2 separate regions of the Capra hircus genome follow, and region 2 is linked to region 1. A link is a contact called in public Hi-C data. All regions are on one chromosome and are shown on one strand. The core of a region is the stretch at or near the end of the contact, and the rest is flanking DNA. Distances in the headings are between cores, read along the strand shown.

Evidence for each region. Hi-C and Micro-C count contacts between places; a contact is called where the count stands out from the background.
Region 2: a Hi-C map of blood shows a contact between it and region 1, with 3 times the contacts expected there. The contact joins two enhancer-like sites. A contact is called at or near these places in 3 of 5 Hi-C or Micro-C datasets (all in blood).

What each region holds. Positions count from the first base shown.
Region 1 is chr21:56,788,831-56,792,355 of ARS1.2, forward strand. All of the region lies in intron 3 of RIN3 (ras and Rab interactor 3), which reads left to right. Among named protein-coding and RNA genes, the nearest start is that of RIN3, 89 kb to the left of the region's middle. Within about 2 kb of position 1,966, at least 1 of the 5 cell types and tissues checked has an H3K27ac peak or open chromatin away from gene starts, as enhancers often do.
Region 2 is chr21:56,830,335-56,833,859 of ARS1.2, forward strand. It overlaps RIN3 (ras and Rab interactor 3), which reads left to right. Exons shown (of 10, transcript XM_018066144.1): 10 at 2,538-3,525. The coding sequence ends at 2,858. Among named protein-coding and RNA genes, the nearest start is that of LGMN, 50 kb to the right of the region's middle. Within about 2 kb of position 1,682, at least 4 of the 5 cell types and tissues checked have an H3K27ac peak or open chromatin away from gene starts, as enhancers often do.

The DNA.
Region 1 (3,525 bases), core at 716-3,215:
CCTGGAGGTTGAGCGCCTTCCCCACCCTCTGGAACAAAGGCTTGTCTAACTCCTACTGATTTGCGTTCACCTCTGCTCCAGAACAGTGTGAGGCTGCCTGTCGGGGCTCCCTCATGTCCCAGGTGTCCCTTTGGGCCCCTAGAGGGAGGGCATGAGCCACGTGGTGGGAGGCCTGAGACCCCAGCCAAGGCACCATGCTCCCCCTCACCCTGCCGAGGCCTCTGCTCCTCTGGGGTCCCTCTGCCAGACAGGCTAATATGTTTTGAACTGTACTTTTATTCGTTTTTGGCTGCGATGAGTCTTCGTTGCTGCACATGGGCTTTCTCTAGTTGTGGCGAGTGGGGGGCTGCCAGGGTCCAGCCCCGGTGGATCCAGGGTGATTCGAAGGTGGGGACGGAATCGGCATCCTAGGAAAAATCTTAATTACAGATATAGAGAGAGATTAGAAACGGATAGTGTAGTAGGAAAATTAGTGGAGAAAAAGAGGCTGAATAACTTGGTTTACGTGGAATAGCATCCATGCTCCAGATGGGAATTCAGCCAGAAAAACGGGGAGCAAGAAAGAAACGACATGGGGGAATCAGTCTTTCCAGAAACTGATCAGATTTCTTTATTTTTTAGGTTTGTTTATATACCTTTTTGTTATACATAGGGATGAATACAGAGTCACGCAGGGGTCAGCAGACCTGACCCTTGTCACAATCAGGTGCTTCATATAAAATTATACAAAGGTCTTATGGGTTTGACAGCATCTTCTGGCCATGAGACCTGCTGACATTTTATGGCCCTTTCTGATACCGGTCAGTTAAACAGAAAACTTATTTTTCCAGGGGTGATTTTTTCTTAAATCAGGCGCCACCCTCCAAATAAAGTTCCATTCCTATAGGGTGAGGGTGTAGTGAGTTACAGCTAGGAAAGGAATTTACTTAGCCTAAGGTTTAACATGATTAATCTTAAAGGTTAATACTTATTTTTCCTATATGCTAGTTATATTCATTATAAGGGCAAGGAATATGGGGATTTAGCAGCAAATATTGGTTCAACAAATGTAAACCCTTGACCAATGTTCCCCTTAAGATCTATTTAGTCTTAAGATAGTGATAAAGTTACATTTTTACATAGCAAGGACACAGTGATTTATAACAAAGTACAGTGATCTATAACAAAAGAGAAAATTCATTAACTCAAAAAGTCTAGTATTGCCAACATCAAAACTACTATATTTCCTTTTCTATATTCCAAATACATTAATTAATATATTCCCAGGTGCCTAAGGATATGGAGGCCTGGCAGCAATCACTGACTCAACAGTGAGAAAAGCCCTATGCTAATACTCCAAACTCTCTGTGCTGTTTATGGTTGAGAGGTTGTCACACAAGCTAGTCTGTCAGCAGAGAGGTTTGATCTGAGACACCTTTGTCACACCCAGGGCAGGGAATTAGCAGTAATTATTGGCAGGACAAATGAAAAAACCCTTCACCAATATAATTTCTAATCAACCCACTATACTATACTAATAATTTTCTAACTTCTCAAAAGAGTCTGTATTTAGGAAGTTTTAAAGCATCTCGTGCCTCTCAAGGTTGGGAGGCTGTAAACAATTACATGTGGCCTGACGAACCTGATCAGGGAGGCTAGAGGACCTCCAGAGGAATTTCTTTTTTTTTTTTTTTAAGATTTCTCCAGAGGAATTTCTAAGTTGAAACACTCTTGTCACGCCCAGGAATTTTTATTAACTGGAGCTGCAAGTTAACTCCTTCTTCGAGAGAAATGGTTATGGGGGAGAGCCCCCCATGAAGTCAGAGGTGTAGGTGAGAGCATGAAACAGACTCTGGTTTGGGGGTTGGATGCTCGGGAACAGGGGGTTTCCTGAGGCTTGATCACGCCTTTGCGTATGCCAAGCCTCCTTCCTCATGACCTTTGCCATGGGCGGAGCTCCTCACGCTGGCCCCCGGCAGGGGGCTGCTCTCTAGTCGTGGGGCACAGGCTTCTCGTTGCGCAGCTTCTCTTGTTGCAGAGGTCTGGCTCTAGAGCGTGCAGGCTTCAGTAGCTGTGGGGCATGGGCTTAGCTGCTCCACGGGATGCTCCTGGACCAGAGATTGAACCCATGTCCCCTGCATTAGCAGGCGGATTCTTAACCACTAGACGAGCAGGGGATCCCCGGTCAGACTTTTAGCAGACATTTATTATCTCCCAAACTGCATGCCACACAATGTGCTAGGCCCTGAGGAGAGCTCAAGTGTGGGCAAAGCCCTGGCCCTGGCAGGGCAGGAGCTCCCCTGGGTGTGGCCTTGCTGTGCTATTCCCACAAGCAAGATGGGAAGTATGAACTGGGGGCTGGGGGTGGGGCAGAAGAGGCCTGGTTACAAAGAAACAAACATGACCTTGACCCTCCCTTGTGCCTTGACAGATCTACTGTTTTCACTGAAAAAAGGGGACTGGGCCACTATATCTACAACTGTGCATGGCCCCAACCACAAAAATGGATGAGCCCTGGTCCTTGCTCCTGAGGAAGGGACCAGAATGGGGGTAAACTAAGTCTAAAGGAAGTGAAGTCGCTCAGTCCTGTTCAACTCTTGGCGATCCCATGGACTGTAGCCTACCAGGCTCCTCTGTCCATGGGATTTTCCAGGCAAGAGTACTGGAGTGGGGTGCCATCACCTTCTCCAGGGAGCCTAAAGGAACTGTGGGCTTTATAGAAAGTCCCGGGGCACAGGAGAGGAAGGGACTGCCTATCTTAAAGGTTTCATCTCTGTCTGTAAAGGTCAGACCACGTCTCAATGGTGAAGGAAAACTGCTCATTGTTGAGCAGGCCTGGTATAAAGAGGCTCAGCTTTTTGCATGCATCACCACTAATTCCTCTTGAAGGATTCACGAGAAAGGTTTACAGATGGAGCGTCCTCTCTACCTCTCCCAGCTACCACAGATCTTTTGACCCCAGCCTATAAATGGCAACCCACTCCAGTACTCTTGCTTGGAAAATTCCTGGTGGGCTGCAGTCCATGGGGTCGCAAAGAGTCGGACCCAACTGAGCAACTTCACTTTCACTTTCCCTTGGCCAGTTGGTGCTGCTAAGGTCTGTGATGCACTGGTGTGCCACTAGGTGGCGCTGTGGACCGCCTCATGTCCATTAACTCACAGAGGGTGGTAATTCCATGCCCTGATGTTTCTCTGATTTGTTATTTATGGGCATCTTGCCAGTACCTCCAAGAACTAACTGTAACCTACTTAATGTTTTTCTTTAAACTCCCTTGTAAAATTTTTATGTCTATCCTAATGAGAAACCATGACCTCTTTGCTATAAATAAATGATGAATGTAATTCCCTGGTGGCTCAGGCAGTAAAGAACCCGCCTGCAGTGCAAACCCAGGGAGATCTGGGTTCGATCCCTGAGTCGTGAAGATCCTCTGGAGGAGGGCATGGCAGCCCAGTCCAGTATTCTTGCCTGGAGAATCCCCATGGTCAGAGGAGCCTGGCGGGCTACAGTCCATGGGGTCACAAAGAGTTGCACAGGACTGAGTGACT
Region 2 (3,525 bases), core at 432-2,931, 41 kb after region 1:
GTCCCCTGCCCCTAACCTGCTCACAGCCTGCCCACCTCCTACCCACCCACCCATCCTTCCCCACTTCTGTCTGTACAGACTCAGTGTTCAAAATCACTGGTGGCCAGACTCCTGCCCCCACCCATCCCATTATCCCACACCTCCGAGGCTGCATCAGATCAGTTCATTTCAGTTCAGTCGATCAGTCGTGCCTGACTCTTTGCGACCCCATGGACTGCAGTATGTCACGCTTCCCTGTCCATCACCAACTCCTGGAGCCTGCTCAAACTCATGCATCAGAACAGCTATGAACACCCTGAGCTCAACTCAGCCCATGCTGGTCCATCTCCCCTTCCTCACCAGCTGCTACTGCCCAGCCTCAGTGTCTCCAACAGCCCCTCCTCTGAAAAGCCTTCCCTGACACCCCCGCCTGCCCCCCCCCATTCCCTATGGCATGGGTTAGAAGTGCTTCCTGCTGCTGCTGCTTCTATTGTAGCGCATATACCCTGTACTGTAACCAACAATGTATAAAGCTGTAACCCTGAGAGAGCAGGCCCTATTGCTCACATGTCTCAGGGCCTGGGCCAGAGTGGGACTGGGGAGTGTGCACAGTGGCAGGAGTTAGGACAGTGAATCAAGCTGCAGTCCAGAGCTGTGACTAGGTCTCCAGACTCACGTCACTGGCACCCAGAGCACACTGGACCTGAATCCCATGCCTGGCTGCTTTCCACATGGCCTTTCTGTAACTGGGAGAGCCCAGGCCTGGGAGGCAAGAGGCTCACAGTATGGACCCAGCTCTGTACTAGCTTGCTGTGTGACCCTAAGCCGTGTCTTTTAACCTCTCTGGGATGCGGTTTTCCTGTCAGCACAGGGGGACTCTGGCACATTTGAGCTCTGCCTCCCCAGTACATGTTCTAACATCAGCCAAGCTGATGTCCCTCCTCCTCTAATCAGTGGTGTCCTGATAATGTTTAGTAACTGGTTCTCTGGGGGAGAAAGAAAAAAAAAAAGGCTCTGATCTTTGCTTCTGTCAATTTCCATGGTATTACTATAAATACTGCCACCGTGGCTGATTCCAAGCTACTAACTTGGCATCATGGAACTTGGAGTTGGAAAGAGATGTACACAGTTGGCTTTCTCAAGCTGGTATGAGCCAGCATAAGTTGGCGAGTGCAGCTGCAGCACCCCAGCATTCCCTCCTGCCTTCTGGGACAGCTGCCCCTCCACCAACTCTTGGAATGTGAGCACTCTTGGTCCCTCGCATTCCTTCCTTCTTGCTTCTACCTCGTGGATTCCCAATGCTGAGCATCATCAGTGCGTCCCACTAAGGAGGCAGAGCTCAGGAAGAGGCTTGGAATGAGACTTATCAGCACTGTTTCTGGGGTCTGAGGAGGGCACCGCTGTCTGCCCCCTTCCCAGTGTCTCCTCTGCACCACACACGGTAAATCCCTACCCTCCGGAGGGAAAGCCCAGAGCCTGAAAGTCATCGGATGTCAAGGGCTCTGGGGAGGCCTGCTGGTGGCTGAGGAGAGCACAGGCAGTCACCGAGACCCAGGGAAGCGGGCTGGGCTTTCCCCTCCCAGGAAGAAAAAAAGAAGTGATCCCAGGGACTCTTGGCACAGAGCCTGGCACTACTCTGTAGTCACTAATTATCTCCATTCTGAACTAGGCGGCCTCAGGAGACCGCTGTGCTGTTACCATCCTTCCACAAGGGGGCAGCCCCGCGCACACACTTCCTGCCCGCCCTCTGGGCCCTTAGGGGAAAGGGGAACCTAACAGGCTCTGAGCCAGTTTTCTGTGATCCACCTCCAGGCACAGAGAAAGGACTGGTTTTATCCCCCCTTTGCAGTAGTGGAAATGGAGACTCAGAGAGGTCGTCACACAGTGAGTGGGAGCAGATTCAAAGTCAGGCAGGGACTCCTTCCACGGTCTCCGGTGGACTCAGGTGTGAATGTGCTGTTTTCTGCAAACACTCTCCATCTTTTCCCCCCAAGTCTTCTCCCCCGCCCTTCCCTGCCAGCCTGTTCCTCCTGGGAACACCACCCCTTCCATCCCCAGGCCCCTCCAGCCCTAGGGCCTGAAGAACTGTTCAGCCTGCCTTAGCTGTTCCAGCTGAGCCATGGAATGCTGGGGGTGGGTCTGAATCTTTGATTTTATTTATGCTGCCCCGTGTGCCCAGCGGAGTGCCTGGAATGCAGGGGAAGAAGAGAAAGTGAAAAATAGATTTTTTCAGTGACGGCAAGCCCGTGGACTGGCCACCAGGGGGCGCGCTCACTCTTTGTGTCCAGGCCAAGACTGACCCAGTGAGAGCTGAGGCTCAGAGAGGGAGGGTCTTTGCCTGAGGTCACACAGCATGGTCAGCCGCAGGTGCCCCGACGGCCAGCCTCACGACCCCTCCTGCCATCCATCCGCTGTCTATGGAGAGGAATCGGGGGGCCCAAAGAGGACAAGGCCACGCAGCTTGTCCTGTCCAAGCTCCCAGCATCGGGGCAGGGGTTGAGACAGGACGTGGGCTTGGCCCAGCCGGTAACTGTGACCCCCTCCGTCTCGCCCCGCAGGACTTCATCTGCGTGTCGTATCTGGAGCCGGAGCAGCAGTCGCGGACGCTGGCGTCGCGGGCGGACACGCTGGCTGAGGCGCTGTGCGCCCAGTGTGCGGAGAAGTTCGAGGTGGTGCAGCCGCAGGACTACCGGCTCTTCGTGCTGGTGGACGGCCGCAGCTTCCAGCTGGCCGACGAGGCGCTGCCACACCGCATCAAGGGCTACCTGCTGCGGAGCGAGCCCAAGCGCGACTTCCACTTCGTGTACCGGCCCCTGGACGGCGGCGGGGGCAGCGGAGGCCCGCCCTGCCTCGTGGTGCGGGAGCCCAACTTCCTGTGAGCCCGGGGCCGCGGCCCCTCCGACGGCAGTGTCCACCCAGGCGGGGACGCTGGCAGACCGGCCCGCACCCTCGACCCCCACACTCACACTCACGCACCCACTCACACATGCACACGCACAGACACATACGCGCGCGCGCGTGCACACACACACACACTCCCAACAGGGATGCCCACACGTTGCCCCATGCTTGCAGCCTACTGAGCGCGCCTCGGCCACCGTGGCAGGACCATTGTATAAACAACGTGATCCGTGGCCCCAGCGTGCTCGCAGTAGGAGGGCGGGAGCCGGGAGAGGCCACATGCTTCATTAGGCAGAAAGGGAAACGGAAACTCAGAAAGGACCCTCCAGCCCCCTGCAGCACACAAGCCCAAGCTCGCTCGGCCCCTGTTCACACACAGCCCCTCAGGCCAGTCCGTCTGTCCCGCGCCTCGGGCCCCCGCACCCCATGCCCACCCGATCCGATCCCCAGCCTTTCACCGGGAGGGCTCAGGTTTTCCCAAGACCATCCTCAGGAGGAGTGGCCTGGCCGCAGCTGCCCGCCCCCCATGGAGCTGGAATGTGTTGGACTCGCCCAGCATGTCAGGAGCATCTCAGGGTGCTGAGGAGACAGGCCCCTCACCCCTGCCTCAGAGCCAACCCTCAGCCATCCGCCCACTCTGTGCTG